2 separate regions of the Mus musculus genome follow, and region 1 is linked to region 2. The links are chromatin contacts, called in public promoter capture Hi-C maps. All regions are on one chromosome and are shown on one strand. The core of a region is the stretch at or near the end of the contact, and the rest is flanking DNA. Distances in the headings are between cores, read along the strand shown.

Region 1 (6,554 bases), core at 11-2,510, 2.1 Mb after region 2:
CACACTGGCCCAGGAGGACAGAACACACTGTGGCGGGAACATGGGTGGAAATATCACTTGATTGTCTTAAATCCAGATGAACCCTGCGCTCTGGGGCTGAAGTGGAGTCGCTTCTGCGTCCCAAGAGCTTTAGACCGCAGTAAATGTATAGAATGTGCATTCGCCCCAATTCTGATTTGAGGCTTCCCAGACTCATATGTAAAAAAATCAAATTCTCATTACTGCAGAGTTGGAGATCAGCACAAAGCCAGGTTTCTAGACATAAATGTCAAGTTTATTTTTGATTATTTTGATTTGAATTTGTTTATGTTTTATTCCTGGCATTTGCCTAGTGAAGTCACACAGTCTGCTCAGGATATGATTCTCCGATCCCTGAGACATTAAAATCCAGGACATGGTTTTAAAGCTTTCACCATGACTTCTCAGGAAAAGTGGGACAAAGGGGACAGAATTACAGCAGCAGATGTGATTTCTGTGCCCTCCTATGCCTTGTGGTAAGACCTGTTTTCCCTGGTTTTCAGCCCAATTGTTTTACTGTCCCACCTCCCCCGGCCCCACCTATACTCAAAATCAAGGCCTTTTCTGTCCTGTTTGGAAGGAGGCCAGTAAGATGATTCATGCCAGGATGTTACTGGCTGAGAGCAGCCAGCGGTCCCTTCAAGAAAGTCTAACCTTGCTTATAGCATTCTCTTAAAGCAAAGAGTCTGGCCAGTCAGCGACAGTCACTGACTGTAGCGCCCCATAGCATTTTATGAAGGCTAGCGCAGCAAGCAAGGGTGGGGGAGCAGGTGTGAAAAGAACAAAATAAAAATCTCCAATGCTGGACTTGTGGGGCACACCAGGAGAGCAGCAGCAAGGCCAGCTGAGATCTATCACTCTGCAGAAAGTGTGAGATAGCCCCAGCCTGCTCACAGTGCGGCATAAGGCACAGTAAGTGGCCCACACTCTTTATGTTTGCCGTCAGTATGCCCGGAAGACGCGTGCACAGCCTTTGAAAGGAAAGACCCTGCGGAGATAACTAAGTAGCAAGCACCAGGGAAGTAGGAAACCTGTATCGGAGCTTGTTAGGAACAAGGAGTTTCTTGAAGATGGAAACATCTAGAAGGATCATCCGGGTGAAGTAAGAAAGCAGCAGCCTTACGGCTGGCACAGCCAGGCCTCAAAGACCCAGTTAGAAGCCACCTGCTCTGCCACCTGCTAGTTCACACAAGGCAAGTGGCTCTACCATACTGGTGTGCCACCCAACATGGGCGGTGCTGCCTAAAGGAAATGAGCAGTGCTCCGGAAAAGGCCCTCCACAGCCTTCTCAGCGGCACATATCCTGGCGGTGGGAGCCATCAAAGCCTGTTTACTGGGGCTATTTTTAGCATTAAAGAATTTCGTGGTCCTTCTCAAAGGAGACAGTTCGTCTATACCAGTTCTTTGAGATTCGAACCCTGACAGATTCTGGGAAGCAAATGGCCAGGATGTAGAACCTGAGCTATTTAGACCACCCAGCCCAGTTCCTTAGCAAGCACCTACTTTATTTTGTACCAATGGTTTGCTCTCCGTTGTTATCAGCATCCCCAGGAGGGGCTTAGGCTCTTCGACAGATGTCTTCCTGGCAGTTTGTTGGTTCCTGAATTGCACCCTTCCTTGCAGTATCCCCAGCTCTCCCTGAGACAGGACTGAGTGTGTAATGAGTGCTGTGAGCCAGGGAAGCCATGGAGGAAAAGCCTTAGTAACTGCAGGGAGGGAGGGAGGTCTGGTGTGCGCAGCCGCCAGGCATAGCAGTTTTTAGCAGAATTGTGACAGGAGGCTCAGGGCTCTGGGTGCAGCAGGGGGATGTCTGCCTCCCTCTTGGCTGGGAGTGACCTAGCCAAGTTCCTTCAGAGACTCCCAGGAGGACAAGCAGGTGCTAAAAGAGCAAATAGTTCCACTGAAGGAAGGGGCCACACCCAAGCTGGGCTGCTCTAGGGTCGCAGGGAAGGGGTGGGGGAGGGTGCTATTGGCCATTGTGACTTCAGTCTCAAGATGTTCCATGTCTGTGGCCCCAGACACCCTTCTCCCTCCTCTCTAAAGGGCAGTCCACCTGCCACTGTAGCCAATTTCGCCACCTCCTGGAAGTAAGCGTGCTGGACAGTTCGGAAAGGCCGCTTGGCTGTGCCGGGCCTGTTAAAAACAGGAAACTTTAAGCAGAACTATTTTCTCTGGGTCTAGTTAACCCCGATAGGTTGTCTTGGGATTACTCCAGATTTTGAAGTCAGTGTTGCCACTGAGATCAAAGAAGCTGAAGTGAAAATAAATTCTCAGTAGGCCTCAGCACTAGCCTCTGTCTGTCTGGAGAAAGTAGCCACCTCGCCCTATAACCCAAATGCAGCTGAAACCTTCTCCGGGCATGTTTCCGGGGTCAGGCACCCTTTGCCCAGACTGGCTGGTTTTCCTGACGTGGGGGATAGTCTTCAGCACGTGGTCTCTGGAGCGACAGCTTTGACACCCTCTGAACACTTTTTGTTGATGTTGTTGTTGTTGTTAAAGGAAGAAAAGGCACTTTTTCAGCTTCCCTGAATTAGGAAGGAAGCCTGGGAGGAGGTAGAACCTTCCAGCACCACCCTGGGTGGGGTGCGGCCTCCTCGTACTAGCCAGGTCTTGGGCTCTGAGCTCAGCTTAAATTTTCAGCAGAGGGTTCCACGTTTTTATTTTACTTTGCACAAATCCCGCAAGTTGCATAGCAGTCCTGGGCCCGCCAGAGGTCCTGGCCCACCCACTCAGCCTTGGCTAGACTTGAACTCACTATGTAGACCAAGATGGCCTGGAATTCACAGAGATCTACCTGCCTCTGCCTCCTGATAGCTGGGATTAAAGACCTGCTCTAACACACCTGGTTAAATCCAGATTTCTAAAGCACACACATATTTGACATTAAATAATGAACAAGAAGAGGGCATAGCCTGTGGTCTGAGGATAACAGCCAGGAGCCGGAACAAGAGCTGAGCTTAGATTGCAGAGGTGGACTTGGTAGTCCAGGACACACAGAGTGCATGGTTGGGGGTAGAGTTCCCCCACAACGCCCCCTAGTGTCTGCCTCTTGTCCCTCACGGCTTTGTGCCTCTAAGTTCCATTCTCTTTCGACTATTCTATGTGCTATCTATCCCCGGACTTATGTCCCCAAAGTGGTGCTCTGAGAAGCCACCTCTCTGCCCCTTGACTGGAAGAGAAGCTTTGGGACACTGGGCTCCCTTATTGTCCCAGTCTCTGATATTGGGCCATGGATCTTCTGCCTCTAGCTGGCCTCTTGTCTGTCCTGGGAGGAAGGCTGTCTGTGTGTCCTGCAGTGGTGGCCCAATCCTGTCCAGTTGCCTGACAGACCTCTCTTTCCATACTCATGTGAACTCACATTCCAGGTGAATTAGCAAATTGCTCTTTCTAACTCTATGAAGAATGGAGCTGGAATTTTGCTGGGGATTGTGTTGAATCTGTAGAATGCTTTCGGCAAGATGGCCATTCTCACTATCTTAATCCTGCCAATCCATGAGTGTGGGAGATATTTCATGTTTCCTCTCCATCCTATGTCTTCTTTTTTAGAGTCATCTCTCCTCTGACTGCTGGAGCTTGTGCTCTCTGTACCCCTTCTTTGGTACCCCATGGTAATGTGCGTGAGGGCTTATTTAGCTTTGTGAGGTTGTGAGCCACGAACTCGCCACCTTGGCTCTGATTTGAGATAGTAATGGTGTCTTAGAGGAGGGAGCAGATGAGGTAGAGCTTGTAGTCGTTGATATCACTTTAAGCAGTTAATTTACTTAACCTTACAATTCATGAAGATGGGAATCGCTATCCTGGTTTGCTGGTGGAGGACTCCAGCGTTCAATCGTTACCCAAAGTCATAAGCAAGTGGGAAGCAGATGTAGGAATAGATACAACATTTGACTCCGAAGCTTGTGAGGTGGTTGAACGTGGCCCTGCACTTAGCTCCTGGGGCTTCCTAACATTCTAGACATCATAGCCTTTGGAAAAATGGCTTGACTCAGAAGTCTTGCACTATAAAATGAGACTGCAAATGGTACATGCCTTGTGCGTTATTGAAAAGCCAATGTAGAGTGTTTAATGCTGGGTCTGTCTGTGGTTGATGTTCCACTTACGTTAGCAGCTAAAATAACTGCTGCTGCTGCTGCGAGGTCTAGCATTCTATCTGTAGCCTCTACCCCCAGCCTTCCTATTGGTACAGCAAATTCTGCTACCACAGAAACCACGCTGTCCCACAGTCATTGTCAATGTGGCCTGGGTGTTCCACCAGGCATGTGGCAAATGTTAGATGGTTGGTAGTGTGCCTTTCCCTGTGCCCTGGAGCCATGCCTGTCCCCTCGGTCATGTCTGTTTTAACACTCGTGCCCCTGTTGTTCATTCCCCTCTCTCTCCAGTCTGCTCTGAAAATGAATCTGAAGCTGAGGCCGACCAGCAAATGGATAACTTGTACCTGAAAGCCTTGGAGGGTTTCATTGCTGTGGTGACCCAAGACGGTGACATGATCTTTCTGTCGGAAAACATCAGCAAGTTCATGGGACTTACTCAGGTGACACCCTCTGCCTCGTTCAGTAGGAAAAACATGTCTTTATTTGGGGATAGACACTAACGGGGGGTCCTAGGCATAGTCTTACTTGACTTTTCCTTATGCATTCCCATATGATGATGACAGTCCTTAGGACTTCCCAATGTCATGGGGCTTGACATTCCTTGTGGCTGCCCTGACAGGTCTCTTCTAGCTAGATTAACTTGGCAAAAGTATAAATCAAGCCCTTGTTGCCATCAACATTGCTCTGATACGTCTGTAAGTCCATAGACCCAATATTGACTGGAGACTATTGATAACCACTCAGTTCATCCCCCTGCCTGTCTCTGAATGCAGACATTATCCTAGCTTCCTCTTGGAGTCCGAATGACTTCATCACTAGGAGTAACAGCATCTGGCCTTGCTTTTGAAACAGGTAGAACTAACAGGACACAGCATCTTTGACTTCACTCATCCTTGCGACCATGAGGAGATCCGTGAGAACCTGACTCTCAAAAACGGTAAAGTGTTCTTCTTTGTTTGCATTCTTCTCATGACCCCCAAAGCCTGCACAAATAGCCCAAATGGATTATGTTCCATAGATACAGTTGGACTAGCTTCTGGGTGAGTATGCAGCTGTTGAGATGAGGCCCAGCACATAGAATAGCTCCTAATGGCCCATCCATGATGCCTGATGTCACACTACGAGGTCAGGGTGCCATCTCTAGGACATTTCATCATCACCTGAGATCAATCATCTCCGCCAAGCGACACCACCCAAACCAATAGCTTCATCTATGCCTGATTATTTATGGGAGCTACAGGTGCCTTTTGTCGTGTATCAAGCCACCCAACACACAGGCTTAAGCAATCTCCCACATTTCTGGGGATTCTGTGGGCAGGTCTCTAGCTCAATGTGACATCAGCTGGATTGCAGCCATCAGGGGCTAAACTAGGTTGAAGTGATTAAGATGGCTCACCTGGTGTGCTGCTGGGACAGTGACCACAGCTCTCAGTCTATGGAGCCTCCCGGTAGCCTTCTTCATATGAAGACTCCAGAGCAACCATCTTGTATGACAGCTCAGGCCATGCATCTTCCTTCTCCCCTGTAAAGTGCAGCTGCAGAAGCCTACAGACCATCCTAGGCCCTAGCCCTGAAATAGGCATGTCACCACTTCTAACCCTATTCGGCTGGCGAGGGAAAGGTTCAGGCTTGCCCTGTGTCTCAGGTCCGTGTCAAGAGGCATGGCCCTTAGGATTACCACTGAAGAGCAGCTATGACGGGAATGTGGAGATTTTCAGAAGAACTAAAACTTTGGTGCTGGAGAGCTGGCTCTGTGGTTAAGAATACTGGCTATTCTTCTGAGGACCTAAGTTGACCTCCCAGGTTCTTTGACTGGTGGTAGGTCACAACTCCAGCTTCAGGGAGATCCAGGGTCCTCCCCTAACCTCTGCAGGTATCTGCACAAATATGCCCATAAACACAAAGGTACAAACTTCAGCAAATCTTTCCAAACCACACGAAAGGAGCCATCGCTGTAGGCAGCAGTGGCTTCCAATGACTGGTGAGATCCTCTTGAACTTGAGAATCTATCACCAGTCTGGACAGACTGCCCACATCAACATCTTGTAAATCTGTCACCTGTCACTACTATGGGGTGTGTGCTCATCCAACCTGAATAGCAAAGGCAGTGATGCCACGCCTGCGAGGCGTGTTCTCGTTGCCTTGTGTGCTGCAAAAGGGGAGGCTTTGTTGGCTCACCTCTCCTGTTGGTACAGAGTACTGTAATCCACACTCAGACTTACAAAGCTTTGTAAAATTATAACCACCTCCCTTTCCAATGCTGCCCCAGCCTCTCATCTGCATTGCTGCTTCCTATCCAAAGACCTTGGTCAACTGGCTTCCAGAGTACATAGGCTGGGGACCACCATGAGTTTATTTGTCTTGCCTGTGGTGCCAAGAAACCCTAGGCTAAGCCACCCAACACATAGAATGATTGGTTCTTGATGGTGAAGGGGCTATTGATCA
Region 2 (7,202 bases), core at 1,117-3,616:
AAGAGCTAAGACAGCCCTTGGCTGTGTTTCCAAGGCTCTTACCTCAGCAGGACACCAAGCTTGCCGAACATCCCAGGAGGATCTTTTGTTTTGAAAGGAACCGTGGGTAAGGTTTTCAGGTATCGTGCTCTTTCAATGTTCTCCAGAATTTTGTGATAGATGTCAGATTCCTTGAAGGCACATTCCAGCATCTGTACTCGCTTGTACGTTTCTATTTCCCGCTCTCTGCTTTGGGTGTCCACTGATGTCAAGTCCACTAAAAGTTTTCCCCAAAACATATGTGTTTCTAAATACACATGCACACACACACACAAGCACACAATGGGCAATCATACATGATTCAGCAGCCACTCTTTACCCTATCTCAATGGAGAAGCTCTTATCACTAATGACTGTCTGGTATACTAGAATGTCTACAGCTACCCAGAAAGGCCATGAGCATCCCATGACAACTGCCTGGGAGGATTCCAAAATGCGACTAGTTTTTCTCTGACAGTCTGCGAGAGAAGCCCCATCGTATGCTCTGCTCAGTCAGTAGAGGCAGGTTAACTGACCTGCCAAATTAACTCCTTGAAAAACAAGAGAATATCAAAACAAAGGCATAAGCAAAAGTCACTAAACCAAAAGCCTAGAAGAGCCGGTGTCATCCATGCCAAAATCAAAGATAAGGAAGATTTAGGGCTGGCAAGATGGCTCAGCAGGTAAAGGCGATTGCAACCAAGCCTGATGACCTAACTTTGATCCCTAGAAGCCATGTCGTAAAAGGAGAGAGCCAACTTCTCCGGTTGGTTGTCCGCCAACCTCTACATGTAGACTATAGCACAAATGTGCATGTAGGCACAGGAGTGAATACACACACACACATACACACACACTAAAAAAAAAAATTAAAAAATATTTCCAAACAGCCATGTTAGTAAACATTTTTAAGAATACACTTACTGTAAAAATCAAAGGGATTGGAATGTTCAGGACAGGGGTAACCACAGTTATTGAAGAAGCCAAGCATCTCCTCTGGGGTGCCACAGAACACCAACTCTCCGTAAGTCAGGATGGCAATTTTGTCGAAGTGCTGCTTGGACAATAGATGGTGTTAGTGTGTGCTCCAAAGCCTGGGTTACTCCCATATATGGGTGTTGTTATATGCCTCTGAGTCCCAGAATCAATCACACTTGGGCCACTGAGAGAGTGGCCATAAGCAACCAGAGTAGTGTTTTGTGTGTTGCTTGGTTTTGAAATATTAAATCATTATCAATTGACAAACAAACAAATACTGGCTAACTAAAAGGATGCCATGGGTATCAAATGAAATTTCTTTGGGGTAAAGTCTATAATGTGGTGATGAAATGGGGCTTTGGTGGCTAACTAAGTCATGATGCCACTGCCAGGTGCCTCCCCTCCCCGTGTGTGTGTGTGTGTGTGTGTGTGTGTGTGTGTGTGTGTGTGTACATGCACGCATCAACATCATGTGTCTTGCTTAATTACTCTCCATCTTGTTTGAGACAGTGTCCCTTACTGAACTTAGGGATTCAGCTAGACAAAATGGCCAGCAAGCCCCAGAGACCTTCCTGCCTCTGCCTCCCTTGCCCTGGGTACCAACACCTCAGTGCCCAGCTTTTACAGTCATGGGGAGTCCAAACTCAGAGCAAGCACATTACCAACTGAGCCATCTCTCCAAGCTGCCACTGGCAGCATTTTACCAACTGTGTGATTCTGGCTCCATTTCAAGTCATTTCTAACTTGTCCCCTTTTCTCCCTTCAAGTGTGTATGTGGATGCTTAACCCCAGGATTGCTTTGTGGACTAAATGATGGTGGCCTGAATGAGCTAGTGTATAGACTATGCTTGGCATGCCTTTGGTACTGTGTAAATCAGCCTGTGTTCTCTCATTACTGGCGTGTGCTCTTTACCCTGCCCTGCCATTCCCGGTTCAAGACACCATGCTCCTACCATTGGGTTCAGTGCATTCCCTTACTTGGAAGAGCTCAGAGCGAGGCTGGTGGATGGTGACAATCACAATTCGGTCCCTGCGAGCCAGCTCAGCCAAGAGAAGGACAATTTGATTTGCAGTCATGCAGTCCAGTCCTGTGGTTGGCTCATCTAGCATCATGACCTCTGCCGGCAAAGAAGGGTCAGGTATCTGAACCACTGCCCAGCATGCTCTGTACTTAAACCTCAGTGTTTCTGACCAGTCCTTCATTGAGACGCCGTACCCCATCCAAACTGCGTGGTGAGAAGTAGCCACATGGAAACTGGCTTTCAACCTGAGCCCAGGAGAAAGAACCTGACCTGGGACGACCCAGCTCTCAGCTCTGGAGCACACCTGGAGATAGGAGAGAGACCGTATCAGGCCTCTTTGTACTTTGGACTACTTGGGCTCCATGCCTGGGACACTGACAGAGACCAGGGCTAGCAGGCAGGCTTAGGGAGGGTAAGGAAGTAGCTAACGTTTACCTAGCCCAACCCTGATTCATACCAGGGCACTTTGCAATATTAATGAGGTCTGGTCTTTGCACAGCAGAAGGAAGAAACAAGGTCTGAAGTGCCAGTAGCTGGACAGGAATTGGCTGAGCTCCTTAGACGCTTTAACTATATCCCATGTCTGCCCAAGAAGTGACAAGGGTTTTTTTATCGTCTCCTGACCAAGCGCCGTCAGAAGAGGCAGGTTTATTCTAATGCAGAGTAAAGAAAGAATCCAGGTGCAAAATGACCTCTTGAAGGAGCACGTGAGTGGTAAGGTTGGTCAAGTTGGGAGAATGAGCAAACCAGGCTGGGGGAGGCAGAGGACTGGCTACCTCACCTTCATAACCTCTTCCCTAGTGGACCACAGATACACAAACAGGATACTCTTAAGAGATGTTCAGGGTGAATGGTTTTTGTGGTGGTAGCCCTAACTCTGAATAACCTGGTAACCATGGCAACCATAAGCTGAAGGTGCATTTAATACACCCAACCTACCGAGCATCTTAGCTGGGTAACAGTGCACTGCAGGGCCAGTCATTTCCTCTCACGGGCTCACTGCTGCTACCTAGCATCATGAGGGGATGTGCTACCATTTATCATTAGTCTGAGAGAGGATCAACGGTCACAGTTCAGTTGCGCATGTATCACTTTCACGTTTCTGTAAAGCTGACCTGTGATAAGTTAAGGGACTGTCTCCCAATTACAAACCCTCACCAGGAAATGAACTACATGACACTTTCTAACATTGGGATCTCGAATTTTCGAAACCCTGGGGAATCCCAATCCTATACAAATCATTTTTACCTGGGAACTGTGAGGACAGAGCCTCAAGCGCACAAGGACCCCTTTAGCATCTGGTGACCGGTTTGTGTCCCACTTACTGGGGTCCTGAAGGAGTTGGGCTGCGATGGAAACTCGGCGCCGCTCGCCACTGGAAATTCCCCCAAAATTATAGCTGCCAATCATTTGGTCCGCCACGTGGCTCAGGCTCAGCTCTGTCATGACTGCCTCTACCTGTAAGAGACACAATACCCCAGGGCTGCCACCTGTATCTATGGCTGACACTTCAGTTTCTGGGCTGTGATGGCCCCAGAGAGATAACACTGCTCTAAAGTACAAGGGCTACTTTCAGACCCACCATACCCTGGGGAGAAAAGTCCATTAGTAAAATCCACCTTAGTTTAATACATAATACACCGGTCAGATTTAAATAAAAGTTTTAAGTCCCTGGGAGACAAAAAAAAAAATTGCTTATTCTTGCAACAGAAAAATGTCCCAAAGGCATCATTATGACATAGATTATGTTAAGTATTTGGGTTTTGAAATTTTATTATCATAAACATTTTCTGTGCTTTAAAAAAAAACAATTTGGTTTGAAGTGGCCCCCTTATCCCCTTTGTAACGAAGTAAGTCCTGGAGGCTCAAGTGGCCAATCACAATGTGGTTTTACATCAAAGGAATATAATCCAACCTCCAAAAGTAATTAAAAGCCATTCTAATCTTTACTCAAATCTCTCCGGGAAACTTCAAAGAGTCCCCAACATATAATCCGCAGCTCTGTGCTTGTCCAGGCTTCTAATTCCCCACCAATCCTCTCCATTCTCCTACCCTGCGGCTCCCTGCAGTCCGCTTCTTATTCCGACTCTCCACACCATAACATTCCAAAACAGTGCTCACTGGCTTGCTAAGAAGGCTGCCCTTTCTCCCTCCACTGCTTCGGTTTACTGCAGCCCCCAGAGACCTTTGGGAAATCTCTACCTCTCTCCTTCCTCGATCCCTGAGTCTGCAGGAAGCCCTGGGGGAAGCAGGGGCAGGAATGAAATAATATAGCCAAGAATTTGTTCCTAGCTGCCTTTAATGAGATTGTGTCCCTTTCAAAATGAAAAAAAAAAAAAGAGAGAGAGAGAGAAAGAAAGAAAGAAAGAAACGGGCACATTTCTTCGAAAAAGAGCCGCAATATGACTGCAGGCAAAGAGATGTAGTAGCTTTTGGAGCAGAGTTCCAGGGAAGAGCAGCCAGAGTCACCAGCGTAAATGAAGCCCTGGCCTACAGACGATGCGAAGGAGAAACGAGGCTATCAGAAAGCCAGTAAGATCTGATCTGGAAAAAAAACACAGAGTCTCCTCTTAGAGTCAGATGGAAGGATCCCAGAACGGAGCTTTGCCTGACTCGTGGGTGCTCTGAATGGAACCCTGCTTGGTCCTCTGAAGAAACAGCCAGTGCTCTTAGCCACTTATCTACAGAGCCATCTCTCCAGCTCCCTTCTCAAAAAACTTTCTCCTATCATTTTAGATTTAAAGAAATTACTAAAGCAAGCAGAGAGACAGCTGCAGAGGGACTACATGGCTTGTCTCTTCCTCTGTCGCCCGGCTAGACCCACCAAGCCACGTGAACATGTTTCTGCACAACCACCTCCCAGGAGAGTATACATGTCCTCCTCTCAGACTGTATGGTTCTCAAGAAAGCATGGAGTCAGAGGGTGTGGGTTTTCCCCATGGGGTGGAGATGAAGTTCCCTCCCCCAGCTAATATTAGATATCAGTGAGATAATATTAATATCAGTGAGATACTGTATTTGTACAAGCCTGCTGAATGCCAGCCAGAGAAGGCACCAGAGACAGGACCCATGTAACACCCCTGAGCTCTCTGGGTAACCTTAGTGGGAGAGATAGATGGCTGAGGCATCGCTCTGTGGGGGCTGGGCACCTCCCGCCAACTGCCTCCCTCAGCTGTCCAGGATTCTTAAGTATAAGCAGTCTGCTCACTTTCCCAAGAGCTCGGTAAGACGCCCACCTACTTCCTAGGGAGCTGTTCCTGTTGCAGGTGACAGCCCTGCCTGGTGCTATTTTTTTCCCAAGTTTCCCAGGCCTTCATAGTTCAGACTGAAGGAAGCAATGTTTCTAACTAAGATCAAGGTGAATTTATTTACAGCTACTTGCAAAATGGGTGTGGCCAACAATCAAACCTAGATGAAAAATGACTCCATAGTTTCTTCCTTAATGGAAGAAACTTAGTCTCCTTTGCATGCATGAAGCCCCGTTAAAGACAAGATAGATAAGCGGGTAACAGCACCGACCACCTGAATTGGATCCCCTAAAGCCACGTGATGGAAGGACTAAACCAGAGGCATAACCAGACTTGGATTGGAGTGGTCACGTTTCAGATCTTCAGACAGCTCATGTAGCTGCCGCTTAGGATGGCAGAGGTAGAGGTGAATACAAGCGTGAAGCAAAGATTAAAAAAACAAACAAACAAAAAAAAACCCGAAACAAAAAACCAGGAGGACCAGGGGACCAGGGGTGGCCAGAGGAGGAGCTGGTGAGGCACCTGGTCTTGTCCCTTGGGGAACTGGCCTTCACTCAGCTTTAACTTTCAAGTACCTTCTTGTTGTAGAAGTCCGCGGAGCTGCGGCAGAGGGCCAGCATCGCTGTGTATCGCAACGTCTCGCGCACAGTGAGGCTGCTCAGAAAAACGTCGCTCTGCAGGAAAGGGGACATCAGGGTCGTCGAAATCCCGGGGCTAGGGGCCAGAGCCCGGGCAGGCTAGGGCCAGGGACACGCCCACCTGCAGGACGTAGGAGAAGCAGTCTTGGAACTGGTCCCTGCGCAGCTCGCAGCCATTCACAAACACCTCCCCTTCCAGGGTCCCAGTGCGCCGCAGCCTCCCGGAGATGGCGTCCAGCAGCGTGGTCTTCCCTGAGCCTAGGGGGCGACAAGAGAAGGCCCTGGAGGAGCCTCTGCACGGTGAGAATGGGGGCACTTCTCCAGACCTTTTGTGTTTCAATGGGACCCTGACTGCACCATGGCCCCTGGTCAAAATCCCAGGGTCTAAATAAATCTTTCCAGTTTATCCTCTGAATGAACTGGGACACGCCTAGTAAAGAGGCCAAACACCACATGGATTTGGTGACAGGAAAGCAGTTCTCTTGCCCTTGGTAATGACAGAACTGGAACCCAGGTCTGAAGAAGTTTTGTATTTAGATAAAATGTATAAAAGAGGGCTCAGATGGCAGGGTGCTTGCAGCCAAACCTGAGGACCTTATTTCAGTCCCAGAGGTGAAAGGAGATCCTGAATTATCAAAAATTGTCCTCTGACTTTCCACATACACCATGGCATGCATTTGCCCGTGCACATACACACATGCATAAATAAATAGTGGGGGAATTTTGGGTTGAGAAAAATGCAGGTTGCTGGGAAGTGGTGGCCCAGGGTCTGAATCCCAGCGCTAGGGAGGCAGAGGCAGGTGGATCTCTGTGAGTGTGAAGCCAGCCTGGTCTACAGAGTGAGTTCTTGGACAGCCAAGGCTACACAGAGAAGCCCTATCAAAAAAAAAAAAAAAAAAAAAAAAACCAACCAACCAAACAAAAAAACAAACAGAAAAACAAACAAAACAAAACAAAACAAACAAACAAAAAAAACGTGTGTGTGTGAGAGAGAGAAAGAGAGAGATCCCAGGGAGGGCTGTTGGAAGCATCTGGTGCCTAGGACATAAATTCCTTTTTGTGATCCCCTAAGCCTGTCCAGCTCTGCATGAATCTAGATGGCCTTGCTAGAGCCTTCTGACTCTTCTGACTCGTGGTCTGAGACCCTGAAACGGAGACTCACAGACCTATTGAATGTGACTCTGATTTTTAACAAGTTCCCATGAGTATTAGAGTGTGAGGGACACTGGCTTAGCAGCCTTTGGGGAAAGCAACCTCAGCCTGTACCAAGAGCCTTGGCTACAGCTAGCCAGTTACTA

What was found. Capture Hi-C pulls out chosen DNA fragments and counts their contacts.
Region 1: a contact with region 2 is called in a promoter capture Hi-C map of liver, with 3 times the contacts expected there. The contact joins two enhancer-like sites.

The regions. Positions count from the first base shown.
Region 1 is chr17:86,800,796-86,807,349 of GRCm38.p6, forward strand. It overlaps Epas1 (endothelial PAS domain protein 1), which reads left to right. Exons shown (of 16, transcript NM_010137.3): 3 at 4,398-4,549; 4 at 4,962-5,046. Among named protein-coding and RNA genes, the nearest start is that of Epas1, 50 kb to the left of the region's middle. Within about 2 kb of position 1,261, at least 79 of the 459 cell types and tissues checked have an H3K27ac peak or open chromatin away from gene starts, as enhancers often do. A contact at or near this core is called in liver, where this site is marked.
Region 2 is chr17:84,670,180-84,677,381 of GRCm38.p6, forward strand. Abcg5 (ATP binding cassette subfamily G member 5) reads right to left here. Exons shown (of 13, transcript NM_031884.2): 3 at 6,026-6,162; 4 at 5,842-5,940; 5 at 3,344-3,476; 6 at 1,975-2,114; 7 at 943-1,072; 8 at 43-256. It also overlaps a transcript of Abcg8 not described here. Among named protein-coding and RNA genes, the nearest start is that of Abcg5, 9.2 kb to the right of the region's middle. Within about 2 kb of position 2,367, at least 18 of the 459 cell types and tissues checked have an H3K27ac peak or open chromatin away from gene starts, as enhancers often do. A contact at or near this core is called in liver, where this site is marked.